2 separate regions of the Oryctolagus cuniculus genome follow, and region 1 is linked to region 2. A link is a contact called in public Hi-C data. All regions are on one chromosome and are shown on one strand. The core of a region is the stretch at or near the end of the contact, and the rest is flanking DNA. Distances in the headings are between cores, read along the strand shown. Region 1 has its middle 17 kb from the start of CAPZB. Region 2 holds the start of NBL1 (NBL1, DAN family BMP antagonist).

Region 1 (7,364 bases), core at 3,533-6,032, 110 kb before region 2:
TAGGTGTCGGTGTTTAGTCTAGCAGGTAAGACACCCTTGTCCCACATCTGAGTGCCTAGGTTGGATGCCTACCTCTGGCTCCGACCCCAGCTTCCTCCCAGTGCAGACTCTGGGAAACAGTGGTGAGAACTCAAGCAGTTGTGTTCCTGCTACCCAGGAAGACCTGGACTGAGTTTCCAGCTCCTGGCTCCAGCTCTGGCCCAGCCCCAGTCACTGCAGGTGTTTGGGGAACTGAACCAGCAGGTAGGAGTTGTGTGTGTGTGCGCACATGTGTCTGCCTCTCAAAATTTTAAAAATATAAAGTTTCCAAAAGGAAATATTCATGACATTCAGCTAGCAGAGATGTCTTAGAATATGAAAGGCACTGACTTTTAAAAATATGATAAATTGCATTTGATGGGAATAAGAATTCTGCTTTTCTAAAGATACCATTAAGTAAAGGATGTCAGAGCCATGCCAAGCATGGCTTAAGCACATATAGAACATTAAATATTTGTAAAAGAAAATGCCATTCTCTGTGCTGCGTAAACTTCAGTCCATCTAAGTAAGTAAATACAAACAGTGACGGGTTCAAGGGAACCAGCAGAGACAGCCAAGAGGACCTTTGTTGAGGTTTCTGACTCCCAGGACCAGATGAGACCTGGTAACCTATTTATCTAAAGCAATCAATGTCACCGTAGTCAGAAGGACGCCAGACTGTGGCCGAAAAGGAAAACAGAAGTCAAAGGCAGAGGAGTCACGCCAAGCGTCTGGTCCAGCAGTATAAAGTGAGACCGTAAGTGGGGAAAATGAATCAACAAGTCTGAAGCGAGGCGGACCCAGAACAAAACGCACAGGGGGAATACAGAGGGCGGGGGACTGAGCAGAGAGGCCCGGCGCGAGGCCAGTGGTGACGGAGCTCATTCCATAGGTGCTGCTCCTTGACAACCAGACACTGCTCCGTGGATCAGACACACACCATCTAACCGTGTGAGGCCTGGGCCAGTTTAAAGCCGGAATTTGTCAAGGAAACGCTGATTGCCCAAGATTACTCTCTTAGGCACCATTGCCTGGACGATCACCGATGCACTCCTGTTGGACTTCAGTCTCCGCGAGCTTTTGTCCTCTACCGCATGCCACCTGTGATTGGCACAGGTGTGGTAGCACTAACAGGCCCAGGGTCACCTTTCCCGCTTCCTCCTCCAGGGCACACGCATGCTGTATATTTCCCAGCATCCTTCACTTAGCTTGTGTTCCTGTGACTGGGTTTCAACCAGTGGAGTGTTGGAAGAAGATCACGTGCCATCCCCAGGCACAACTGCAAAATGCCTCTTACGTCCTATCCCACACTCTGCCTCGTCCTTCAGTTGAGTGCAGAGGATAAGGGAGAACTCCAAGTTGAGAGAAAACTGTGTCCCCCGCTGGGGCTGTCTGCTGAAAATATCCAATCAGGCGGCCTTGGGGGCGGGGGGAATTCTCCTTAGTAGAAAGCCACTAAGAGTTGGGAGTTGTCTGTCCCAGCAGCTAGAATTACCCTAAGACAGGTTTAAAGAGCTCCCCGTGACAGCTTCCTACAAAGCGGGAACTACTGGGGATGACAAATCTATGCAGGATCTCCCTAAAGGTGAAGGTTCCGCAGATACCTCCAGGTAGAGCCCCTGAGGCTGGCATAGCCATGTATGAGAATGGAATGAAAAGTACGTTTAGGGGCTGGCGCTGTGGCGTAGCGAGAAAAGCCGCTGCTTGAAGTGCCGGCATCCCATATGGCACTGGTTCAGGTCCCAGCTGCTCCACTTCTGGTCCAGCTCTCTGCTATGGCCTGGGAAAGCAGTAGAGGATGACCCAGACGCTTGGGCCGCTGCACCCGCGTGGGAGACCTGGAAGAGGCTCCTGGCTCCTGGCCTCGGATTGGTGTGGTTCCAGCCATTGCAGCCATCTGGGGAGTGAACCGGTGGATGGAAGACCTGTCTTTCTTTCTCTTTCTCTCCCCCTCCCTCTCTGTAACTCTGCCTTTCAAATAAACAAATCTTTTTTTTTTTAAAGTATGTTCATTTTGGTTCAAAAGAAAAATTTGAATGCCATGCATAGTTTTTTCAGAACTCATATTTTTATGAGCTTTCTGAAGCCCCCATGTAGCTGGGGCGCCAGGATTTGAGCACAGCCTGTCTGATTCCAACGCCTGTGCTTTCATTTCACGCTTCCACCTTACCCCAAACAAAGAGGTGTTTAGGTGTTTGGTGTAATGATCATAATGATGACGAACTCTACGGTTCCGTATAATTTACTCCCTGGCACATCTGTGCTATATATTAGTGGTGGAACTTCCATCACTGCCCACAAGCCACTGAGGGTGAGTATAATGACACCCTGTCATCACCATTTTTATGTCAACATCATCCCCAAGCACTCAAAGGAAGGTAGTTAAAATCATTATCATTTTCTCCAGCCTGCAACCCAAATGTTTACCAGTCTGCTAAAAGATTTTTTGGGACCATGCCCTAAAGGGACCATGCCCTTCTCCATCCACTCTCTCTTCCTTCTCAACCGTTTTACCCAGAGGAGCTTTGTAGCGTCCTTTCCTGAAATATCGTACCTGTGTTCTCCCTACAGTGTTGAAAGGGCAGGTGGCTGAGTCACCCTCTGTACCCTAGTTTCCTCATCTATAAAACAAGGGGCCTGAATACCTACCACAGGCCATTAAAAGGCAATGGCCTGCTGGCATGTAGTAGGCCAGACAGGGTCTCCCACCCCCAGCAGTTCTCATCAGCAAACCCCCATTTGCCAAATGTCAAATGATTCTTTACAGTTTATAAATACGTTTCCCAGTCTTACTACATTGTCCGTGTATTCTGCACCTGGTTATCTAGGCCAGCCTTGCACATCCTTGATCTTAAACTCCAGCTCTACAGAAACTCTGTGCTTGTTAAATATTGACGAGTTTATGGGCCGTGTTATTCACAAATTGTTTTTTAAGGATAAATCATCAAGCACTTCCTGTCTTGTGAACCTTAGGCAAGAAGACCCCTGGAATGAAATACTGTTTCTGTCCAGGAGAACCATTAGAGACATCATTTTAAAACGCATGGCAGTGTGATCTTAAAAATAGCATTTTAAACATCTGAGTAAGAAACATGTGCTCATTATAGAAAAACTATAGAAAGGGGCTGGCCTTAAGGCACAGTGGGTTAAGCCACTGCCTGCAACCATGGCAACCCATATGGGAGCAGGATTGAGTCCTGGCTCTTCCACCTGCTATCTGTCTCTCTGTTGATCTTCCTGGGAAAGCAGCGGAAGATGGCTCAAACACGTGGGCCCCTGCTACCCAAGTCTTTGGGCCATCTTCCGCTGCTTTCCCAGGCACAGTAGCAGGGAGCCATATTGGAAGTGAAACACCTAGAACTTGAACTGGTGCTCACAGGGGTTGCTGGCATTGGAGGCAGCAGCTTAACCTGCTACGCCCACTGCCATTCTTGTTAAAATCTAAAGTCTTACTCTGTTTTCTATTGAACATATATACATGTTTTACAAAAAGGCACACACATTTTTATAACCTGTTTTTTCTCACCTAGAGATACGTCAGGAATATTTTTCAGATTACTAAAGATGCTCCCATGGCATAACTTTTAGTAGCGGCTAAACATCCATTGCATGGAGGGATTCTGATTCTTTTTTCCTAAAAGCAATCCCCTACTGTTGTACACCCTAGCTTATTTCTAACTTCTGCCCACTTTCCGCAATGAACATCTTCGTATCTCTCTGTTCACCTCCCCAATTATTTTCTTGGAACCCACAAGTAGAATTTTGCAGCGAAGGAAGACCACATTGTCAAGGACAGCACATTGCTGTCTCTTGCCAAATTTCCTGTTAGAAAGTTGAACAAAATCCTAGCCCCACCAGCAGTATATGAGAATGCTATAATAAAGGCTTTCGGCCAAGAAGATGATTATGAAAAAAAAATAATCAAGAAGATAAGTGTTTGCTAAAGACTCACCCCACGCCAGCTGTGTTTATTTGTTGAACTCTATCATCATGTTCCTTGGGCCAAACACTGAAGGTCCTTTAGACGCTTAGTTTATTTAGTGCTTCTTTCAACACCCTGAAACTTTGACCCAGGTTTTATCTGAAGGAAAGGGGGTTTTTGGTAAACACAGATTGTAGTTGGAAACTCAACCCAAGCACTTCCATGCCTCTTCCCAGCACGGGCTACCTCTGCCGTGTCAAACTGCTGGGAACCCATCAGAAAGGGATGTTGGCCGAGTTGGAGCTGAGAACCGGAGTGCTAACAGGTAAGTAAATGGTTGGGTGAAAAAGTTCTGTTCTGAGGTGCAAAGGAAAAGGCCAATAGCAAGCCAAGGGTTTAGAGTTTCATTCCGACCTGCCCTGATAATATCACCATGGTGATGGTCTCCGCAAACAGTTGCAAAATACCGAGATGAAAAGGAATGCACCAGTTCCACCCAGGCGATCCGGAGTTATTTTAGGGACCAAGGCAATGTCATCTGGGGTAAATATGGAATGCAAAAATCTGTTCTTTTAATAATTATCCTCGCCTGCTTTTGTGAGGCTGAACAAAGACCTGGCAAATCAGTCGTTTGTACTAAAAGCAGCACCAGCCCAGCGTCTTCAGGGCTCGAGGGAAAACACAGCCAAAGAAAAGGAAACCGGCTAAGAACAGATGCTGGGAGGATTCCTCTCACGCCCTGGCCTCCGAGACTCTGCTGCGCCCGGTGTGGAGTCCAAGGGTGGAACGAGGCTGATGTTCTCGGGAAGGGTTGGTCTGGCTGAAAGGCTGGGGTCGGGACCCCAGGGAACTGAGCTTGGTTGCCTGCCCCTGACCTTGATTCCTGGGCCAGAGGCAGCAGAGGGAAGCATCTTCAAGGCCGTGTCCTGTCTCTGGGGCCTCACCATCTGCTGTAGACGACATTTGCCGCTCCTATCCCCTTGCTGTTCTCTTTGAACCCTTGACTCAGCGAGCCTCGGTCCAGAAAAGCAGAATGAGCTATTTTTTGCACCAAGAAAAAAATGTCGGGCAGCGCACTTGCTGACCATGAAATGCTTCCTCTTTGCACTTAACCCCTCGCTCTTCCCTTTTTCTCCTTTCTCCTTTTCTTTTTACAGTTTATTTATTTGAAAAGCAGAATGACAGGGAAAGAGAGAGAGAGAGGGAAAGAGAGAGCTGGTTCACTTCCCAAATGCCTACAAGAGTCTGGGCTGGGCCAGGCTGAAGCCAGGAACCATGGGCTCCCTTGGGTTTCGCACGGGAATCCAAAACCCCACACTCACCTGTGGATGGGTATTTCTTCAGCTGGTCTGAGACAGCGGCTGTTTGTTCGTTTCATTGATCCAACAAATATATTTACGGAGCGTTTACCAGGAACGAGGACCTCTGCCAGGAACAGGAGCTGCCAGGGTGAACAAGATCCCAGGGCCTTGGAAACCCTCATCTCCAGGTGGTGCGCGCAACTGCCCGCTCCTTACAGAGCCTCCTCTGATTCCCCCTCTTCTTCCCCGTACTTGTCACCACAGGGCACATCGTACACGTCCTTGCTCGCTGTGTAGCTGTCAGGTTTCGCCTGCAAACATGCCCTCTTTGAGTGTACGTTGTCTACGGGTTCGCTGGGAATCCCAGCACCTTGAGCCGAGCCTAGCACACGGCAGGTGTTTCTTAGTCCGTTCAGGCTGTGATAAATACCACGGGCTGGGCGGCTTAGAAACAACAGCACCTGTACTCGACTTCTCACAGAGCCGGAGGCTGGGAAGCCAAGATCAAGGCACTCATGGAGGTGGTGTCTGGTGAGGGCCCTCCTGCTGCTTCGTAGTTGGCACCGTCTCGCTGTGGGCCGAAGGGGCTAGCTAGCTCTGGGGGTCTCTTTCCTAAGGGCACACATCCCAATCATGAGAGCTCCATCCTCACGACCTCATCATGTCCCCAAATCCCCACCCCCTAATGCCATCACCTTAGGGGGTAGGATTGTCACAGACAAATGTGAGGGGGGCACAAACCTTCAGATCGTAGCAGGGGGCTCCACAAATGCGTCAAATCAACGCTGCAGTCCTCTGGGAGAACTTTCTAGCAAGAAAGTCTCCAGGGAATGAGCTGAGACCCTGCAGGTTACAGCAAACGACAACTTCCTGAAACTGTACGGTCGACCAAGCAGGAGAGTGCCCGGAATGGGTGGGGCCCTTCACCTCACAGAGCCCCGGGTTCCTCCTGGTGAAGGGGGGGGGGGGTCATGGCCGCCTGTTGGAGTTGTGAGCGTCGAGTGAGGGAATGCGAGGGAATCGCCCAGCCTAGGACCTGCACACGCCTGGGGAGGACCATAATGGCTTGCTGCTGGAGCCTCCTAATTACTACCACGGCCACTTCACTGACAAGGAAAGCGGGGCACACAGAGGCTCCGTGCTTTGCCTGCTGTAGGTCAGGCAGGGCCGGGACCTCTGATAGGGACCGAATTCCAAACACAGTGCCCTACGTATCAGCCGCCACCTGCCCACCCTGGAAGGAAGCACAGCTCGTGAGGCCCTCTGGATTCTTCCTGCAGCCTCCCTCTGACGGTCCCCGTGTTGATCTGTCTTAGCACCCACTGCTCTGGGGAGATGCAGGTCTCAGGGGGACTGGGCGTTTGGTCAGTGGGTAAAGGATGAACCCCCCTCCAGCCACCTCCCAGCCCATGCTGCAGCTTCCCGCCGTGCCTGCCTCGAGTTTCCCCACAGCTCCTTCTGCTCTGATGCCCTAGGGCTGCCCTGTCTGCCAGCGTCTGCGCCAATGGGGATTCTGATCCAAGGAGACTCATTAGCATAAACAAATCTGAAAGGGTCTCAAAATCGAAAGGTTCTCAGAACCCTGACTAGACTAGAAAGACTGCTAGTGACAAACTTCCTAAAAATAATCAGAGTTTTTCAAAAGGCTGTAATGGTGTCAGGTGTCATTGATTCGGCATCTCTTCAGTGCCAGGCAGCATGAGAGTCAATTTCTAAATGCCCAGTCCTGACAGCCAGGAAAAGCAAATATTATCATTCCTACTTTGAGATGAAAAGTTGAGGTTTTTCAGAGGTCACGTGACTTCTAAGTGATGAACACCTGGGAATTTTTGAAGATGTTTATTTATCTGAAAGGCAGCGTGACAGAGAAAGACAGACCCTTCCCTCTGCTGAATCTCTCCCCAAATGCCTGCAATAGCTGGGGTTGGGCCGGGTCAAACCTGGGAGCCGATAACCCCATCTGAGCCTCCCACGTGGACAGTGGCGACCCCAAGTGCTTGGACCATCTGCTGCCTCCCAGGCACACTAACAGGAAGGTCTGAAAGCGGAGCAGCCAGGACTCTCACGAGGCGCTCCGATGTGGGCTGTGGCATCCCGAGCGGTAGCTTAGTCAGCTGTACCAC
Region 2 (7,093 bases), core at 4,118-6,617:
GACTCAAAACATAATAAAGATTTCAGCATTGGCAAATTACAAGCCACTGTAACAGATGCCTGAACGTACCGCTGCACGAAGGGGCAAGCCTGCCACTGGCAGCATCGTGGCAGTGGGCGGTGCATCCGTAGCGGTAGATACTGGGTTAATTCTTAGCCTCCTCGGAAAACCTATGGGTTCATCTGGCCACCACTGTACAAAATACAAGTAAAACCTCCCTCTGTGTTTGAGAACGATTGGATGCCTCACTTAGTCACTTCACAGCTGTCACTCAGCACAATATTTTCTCTCTGTCGCCTTCCAAAACACTGCTTAGGGCTTTCTATGCCTATCGTATTTATTCTATATGATGACTGCACTTATGTACACCCAAAGGATAACTGTATTTCCATGACACCAGTAAGTTACTCTAGTGTCAAAAATTATTCCTAAGGATTGGATCTTCCTTTGGATCTCACATACTGTTCTCCCAAAATCTTTTTTTTTCCCCTGTAAAATTTATTAATTTATTTGAAAGGCAGAGTTACGGGGTGGGGTGGGGATATCATCCATCTATTGGTTCATTCCCCAAATGGCTGCAATGGCCAGGGCTAGACCAGGAGCCAGGAACTCCATCCGAGTGGGTACAGGAGTCTAAACACTTGGGCCACCTTCAGCCGGTTTTCCTGGTGCATGAGCAGGGAGCTGGATCAGAAGTGGAGCAGCCAGGACTCAAGTTGGTGCTCATATGGGACACTGGCATTGCAGGGAGTGGCCTAACTCGCCTTGTCACAACACCAGCCCTGTGCCCCTCATCTTACTCTGGCCTGTGTTCAGTGGGACAGGTTGTTCCTCTCATAGGCTCGCCCCTCATCAGTACTCAAACCCAGTGTAGCAGGCATTCACTGTCACTTCCCCAAATTGGGACCACCATCCATCCCTGTGGGGTGTAACTAAAGCGGCAGCCTTGGTGGCCCTTGTTTTTCCCAGCCCTGGATGAACAGCACAGACTTCTAAGGGGATCCATGCACGACCTGTGTACATGCTAAGGCGACCGAAGCCACCACTATGGCTTTATCATAGATAGATGGCGAGTCAGGCCAGGTCCCACAAGGAGTCTTACAAAACTGAGCTCAAAAACAAGGTGGGATGCTGGGAGCTAGCAGGAAGGAGTTGTTTCAATCTTGCTGCTAATTCCAATTTAATTCCAGAGGAGACTGATAAGGTACCTGAAGAAATAAACTCAGGGGTCAGTGTTGTGGCTTAATGTGGTAAGCTGCCGTCTATAAAGCTGGTTCGAGTCCTGGCTGCTCCACTTCCCATCCAGCTCCCTGCTAATGTGCCTGGGAAAGCAGCAGCAGATGCCTCAACTGCTTGGGCCCCTGCACCTGTGTGGGAGACCTGGAAGAAGCTCCTGGTTCCTGGCTTCGGATCCACCCAGCTCTGGGCATTGCAGCCATTTGGGGAGTGAACCAATAGATGCAAGACCTCTCTTTCTGTCTGTAACTCTGCCTCTCAAACAAATAAATCTTAAAAAAAAAAAAAAAAAAAGAAATGCATGGAAAATTCATATAATGGAAAAGCTATGCATGCATGGATTTAAAAGTTTTTTTTTTTTTTTGCATTAGAATAAACTTATTTTTAATCACATTTTCCTTGGGCTTTTGGAAATACCCTCAAGGTAGGCACAATAAATATTTGTTATAGGAATGAACAAGTCCTGGCATCAACTCTCGGGTCCACACACCTTCACCAACCGCATTTCGCAGGTACGGAAACCAAGGCTCAGATTCGAAATGCAGAGTTCTGAGCCACTAGGTGAGGGAGCAAGGGGTCAGCCCCGAGCTGCGAGCCCAAGAACCCTGCCTGCCGAGCCCCGAGGGCCGCTCCCAGCTCCAGACCTGGCCATGGGGATGCTCTTGGCTGGACGGAGGGACCGGCCCACCGCGGGCTCCCGGGCTGGCCTGGGAAGGGAGGCCTTTTGCTTGTTTTTACTCTTTCTCCAGCGAGAGTGCAGAGGCTGGACCCCTGTCGAGGCCAGACTGACAGGATTAGAGGAAGCAGCTGGCCGCAGCCTGTGCCCTGCGGGAGGGCCTCCAGCGCGGGGCAGCTCCCCACAGCCCCGTCGCATTCCAGGTCGGTCATTTTCCCGAGCCCAGATGTTCGCTAATGAGCTGGGGAGAGGGGCTTTCAGCCCTCAGCCCCAGTTCTGGGCCCCACATTACCTTGGCCCCAAGAGGCTGGCCCAGGGCCAGCAGGCTCTGGCCTGAGGCCCGTGCCCTGTGCCAGCCAGGCCTGTCGGGGCAGCTGGAAGCGTGCTGCCAGCCAGGTGCATCTCCTGGAGCCTGGAGACTCTGACACAGCAGGTCTGCCTTCCCCGCTGGGCCCCGCCACCCTGGACCCATTGGCGTGCCATCCCCACGGCAGCCCCATGGGCAGGGCATGAGGCAGCCAAGAGGGCGCCGTGGGTGCAGGAGCCCAGGTTTGGGAGTGGATAGGTCTGAGAGTTCAAGTCCAGGTTTTGTCCGTCACGACCTATGTGATCCTGGGCAGGGCACTGGACTTTCTGGAGCCTTGATTTTTCTCGCCTGTAAAATGGGAACAAGGATGGGATTGTGATACAGGTTAAAGGAACAGAGCAGACATGGTGCTTAGTGTGACTCCTGCCACAAAATGGTAGCTGTGGCCGGTGCCATGACTCACTTGGCTAATCCTCTGCCTGTGGCGCCGGTACCCCGGGTTCTAGTCCCAGTTGGGGCGCTGGATTCTGTCCTCGTTGCTCCTCTTCCAGTCCAGCTCTCTGCTGTGGCCCGGGAAGGCAATGAAGGATGGCCCAGGTGCATGGGAGACCAGGAGGAAGCACCTGGCTCCTGGCTTCAGATCAGCACAGCGTGTCGGCCATAGCGGCCATTTGGGGGGTGAACCAATGGAAGGAAGACCTTTCTCTCTGTCTCTCTCTCTCTCTCTCTCATTGTCTAACTCTGCCTGCTAAAAAAAAAAAAAAAAGGTAGCTGTGGCTTAGGTATGGTCAGAGTCACCTTCTAGGCCACCTGCCTGCACTGGGACACTCGCCAGGTAGATGTGACTCAACTCCTAACCCCAAGTTCTTGACTAGGCAGTTTTGGGTTGTTCTAGAACCTTCCTGTGAGTGGTGGCTCCCTGTGCCATCTGACAAGCTTACTGGGCTCCGCAGCTGGCTTCCTGACTGTGGGAATGGGTCCAGGGGCCGCGCTGAGAGTGGGGGTGGTGAGCCTTCGCTGCAAAGACATCAGTATTTTTTTTAAATGTTGGTCTAAGCAATTTATTATTTTTTTAAAAGATTTGTTTATTTATTTGAAAGACAGAGTTACACAGAGAGAGAAGGAGAGGCAGAGAGAGAGGTCTTCCATCCGCTGGTTCACTCCTCAATTGGCCGCATGGCTGCAGCTGTGCTGATCCGACGCCAGGAGCCAGGAGCTTCTCCCAGGTCTCCCACGTGGGTGCAGAGGCCCGTAGACTTAGGCCATCTTCTATTGCTTTCCCAGGCTACAGCAGAGAGCTGGATCAGAAGTGGAGCAGCTGGGACTCGAACTGGCATCCATATGGCACTGCAGGCGGTGGCTTTACCCACTACGCCACAGCACCTGCCCCAAAGCCATCAGTACTTCCCACATGCCCACTTTGGCCCACGAGGCTGGTTTCTGTGGCACGTGGTTCTCTGCCAGACGTCAGCCGCACCCCTGTGTGACTTCAGCCAGGCCACGTGGCCTCTCCCTCTGGGCGTGAACTTTCTCATGGAATGGTGATAGCACTACTGTTTGTCGCGCAGATTTATCACGAGTGGGAAGTGCTCGGAGGGGATGAGGCACACGGGAAGTGCTTGCGTGCCTGTGCGCTGTGTAACAGCTTGTGGGAAGACTTTGAGGGCGGGACCTCGGTGCGTGCTGGAGACGCCCCATGCCACATCAGAGTCCCACCTCTGCTCTTCCGTCCAGCTTCCTGCTGAGGTGCATGCCGGGAGCAGCAGATGATGGCTTGAATTCTTGGCCTCTGCCATCCACTTTAGAGACTTGGATTGAGTTCTGGGCTCCTGACTTTGGCCTGGCCCAGCCCCAGCTGTTGCAGGCATTTGGGGGAATGAACCAGTGGATGGAAGCTCGCTCTCCCCCCCCTCAAATAAATGAAATCAACCAATAGAAAGAAGAGATTGACCTGTGCTACAACGGTGGGGACGGTCATTACCTCACTCAACCTAATGCATTGTGCACCTTGCCTGGTCCCACCGTGAGCCCCGAGCACCGGGCAATAAGCCCCCCGACCCATGCCCTCCGGGAGCCCAGGCCAGATAGGAGAGCGGCACACTTCCGGGGGGCAGGGACCCCTGCTCCAGGACCACTCCAGACTTCCCAACCCGGTGCTTGCAGAGGGGGTTCCTCGGGCGGGAGGGAAGTGCAGGCACAGGGAACAGCGGGTAGGCAACAGCCTGGATGCCTGGCGATGCCGGCTGAGTTGGAGAGGGCCCAGCGGAGGGAGTCACCTGCGGGCCACCAGGAGCCAACCACGGGGCTCAGCAACCTCGTGACACCGGCAGAGCAGGGCTGCGCCCACCAAGCCAGGTGAAACACATGGACACGGCTCAACCGTGCCACGAAAACAATCCCTCCCCCCCAGGTCCCACAGACGGGGCCCACACGGTGTCCCTGAGCTGCCACCGTCACAGGGCAGAGCTGGTGTCTCGCCGGGTTGGGATCACAGCACACACGGCCCCTTCGCTCTTCTGCGAGCCCCGGAGGTGAGTCTGTTTCCTGGCGTTCTGAATAGCATCGTTCCTCCAGGGGCTCCCAGATCCTTCTCTCGTCTTGGCACGGTTAAGCCAGCGCCTGGAGCCCATCGGAAGCCCGGTGACAGACTCCAGCGGAGGCCAGGCGGCCCTGGGGTACAACGGGTCGCGCGCCGGGGAGCGGGCAGGACGGGCGCGCCGCAGGACTCCCCCTCTCCCCCACCGGTAGGCCGCGTTCCCGGCGCCCGGAACTCGGAGGGCCGCAGCTCAGGCCAAGACTGCAGTGCCCAGTGCCCCTTAAAGGACAGCTTGGTCACCACGAGGCCTGGCACGACGCACTCGGGAGAAGCCAGGCGGAGGGAAGACCCAGCGCAGACACACTCGGGAGGGAGCCTCGGCACCGGCCACGGCGCCCCGCTCGCTGCCCTGGCCCGGGGGCGCTCCTCCGCGCCGTCGGACCGCGCCGGAGCCGGGCCGGGGCCACGGCGGCCGCGGGCCCCTCCTGCGCCGCAGCCCGGAGGGAGCGGCCGCGCGCGGGGCCCGCCCGCCCTTTCTCCTCCGCGTCCCTCCCCTCGCTGCCCCCGCCCTCGCTCCCTATTTGGAGCCGAGACTCCCTGACGTCGGAGCCGCTCGGCTCGCAGCTCCCCCGCACCGCGCGCCCGCCCGGGCCGCAGACGGCGCGCAGCGCAGCCCAGCCGAGCCTCGCGGGGCCGCCGCCAGCTCCGCCGGCCGCCTCGCCCAGCCTCCCGGGGGCGCCCGGGCCTGCGACCCCGCGGCCCGCACCAGCTGCGCAGGACCCGGCGGGCGCGCCCGCGCTCCTCCGCCGCCTCCGCCGCCGCTGCCGCGCGCGGTAAGTCCCGCCCGGGCCGGCACGCGGGCGCCCGGCTTCCAGAGGCTTCGGCCGCGCCCCCGGCCGCGAGCTGCGCACCCCCGCGCGTCGGGCGGCCGCGGGCACCGTGCGGAGGCGCCGCCGCCGCCGAGCTCGGGAGCCCAGGGCCCGCCGGGCGCGGGAGCCGGGGACGTGGGCGCGGCGCGGGGGTGGCCGGGGGCAGCGCTGCGCCCGGAGCCCGTCCCCAAACTCGCCTCGGGGTCCGGTTTCTCGGTCGGAGTTCCCGCGGCCCGAGAGGACACGGAGGGAGATGCGGAGCCGGGCGGGCCGCGCGGGCGCCGGGGCAGCGCCCGGGGCTCGGCCGCTGGGCTCGCGCGTCCCCCGGCGCTGCTCGGGCCTCCGGGCTCGTGGACGGCTCGGCCTCGCTCTGCGCCCCTCTCCCCTCCCGCGGTTCCCGTCGCCCCGTTTCCGCCCCTCTTTCTGCGCCCCCCCCACCTCAGTTTTCTGCTCCCCGGGGCTTGTGGCTCTGCCTTTATGTCTCCTCCTCCCCGTCCCCCCGCGCCGCTCCCCCCGTGCGGCTCCCGGGCCCCCGCCCTCCAGTTCAGGCATCCCACGGTGTTGGAGGCGCCCCCACCCCCCCAAGTTGGGTTGCTAGATTGTTTCCTGGGGCCGGGCCAAAGTGCAAAACCCTCTGCCCGCGCCCGGGGCCTGGCCTGGGTCGTCCCCACCTGGAATTGAGTCTGGGGCCGGGAGAGCCCTTTCCGGGGGCTCGTTTTTTTTTTTTTTTTTTTATATGAATTCCACCCCCGCGACGCTGTCTGGACAGCAGGGCCCTGCTGCCGGCCACCTGCCCGCCCGCTCGCAGGGCGGGGCTGCCGCTGAGCCTGCCCCAGCCGCGGTCGAGGGCAGCTGCCTGCCTCGGCGTGGCCAGGGACTTGGCGGACCTCAGAGGTCCAGGCCGCATTTGCAGGCTTTGGGAGACCCTCGCCCAGCTGTGCACCCCCAGCCTGTAAGTGGGGGCGCCCCAGGGGAAGAGGGACCAGGCCCTGGCTGGGTGGGGGTGGAGGAGCCCCTCACCCTTTGTGGCTGTCTAAGCTGTGACCTCCTGAGCCTCCCCCAGGGCTGGGGCTGCTCGGGTGTGGTTTGCCTCAAGAATGGGGGCCAAAGACGAGGGGAGGCCTGAGCGGCCCCTTGTTCACCCACCCCTGCAGGCTGCTGCCTCTTCCCGCTGTCCCTGGGGGCCTGTGTGCTGCAGGCCAAGACAGGGGTGTGGGTGCCCCGTGCTAGCCGGCGATACGGCCTCATGGTTTTACAGGGAAGTTTCAGACTGAATTTGGCTTCTTCCCCTGCTCCGTCCGGCCCGCAGCCCCAAGGCTTGGAGGCTCCTGCGGCGGGCAGGGCTGCGGTGGGGTGTGCGAGGGGCTTCTGCCCAGCAGATGTGCCGGCCGGCCCTGCGGAGCTCGGCAGCTCGTTAGCATGCATCTGTTTCTTCGGAGGCTGTTTTTGGCCTGTGGCAGGAGGGCTGT

The links. A called contact is a pair of places that touch in the nucleus more often than the background predicts.
Region 1: a Hi-C map of an unstated tissue shows a contact between it and region 2, with 2.5 times the contacts expected there. The contact joins the enhancer-like site here to the promoter of NBL1 in region 2. A contact is called at or near these places in 2 of 6 Hi-C or Micro-C datasets (psoas muscle and an unstated tissue).

The regions. Positions count from the first base shown.
Region 1 is chr7:151,120,064-151,127,427 of mOryCun1.1, reverse strand. No RefSeq gene overlaps it. Among named protein-coding and RNA genes, the nearest start is that of CAPZB, 17 kb to the left of the region's middle. Within about 2 kb of position 4,782, at least 3 of the 8 cell types and tissues checked have an H3K27ac peak or open chromatin away from gene starts, as enhancers often do.
Region 2 is chr7:151,006,975-151,014,067 of mOryCun1.1, reverse strand. It overlaps NBL1 (NBL1, DAN family BMP antagonist), which reads left to right and starts at 5,367. Exons shown (of 4, transcript XM_070079208.1): 1 at 5,367-5,588.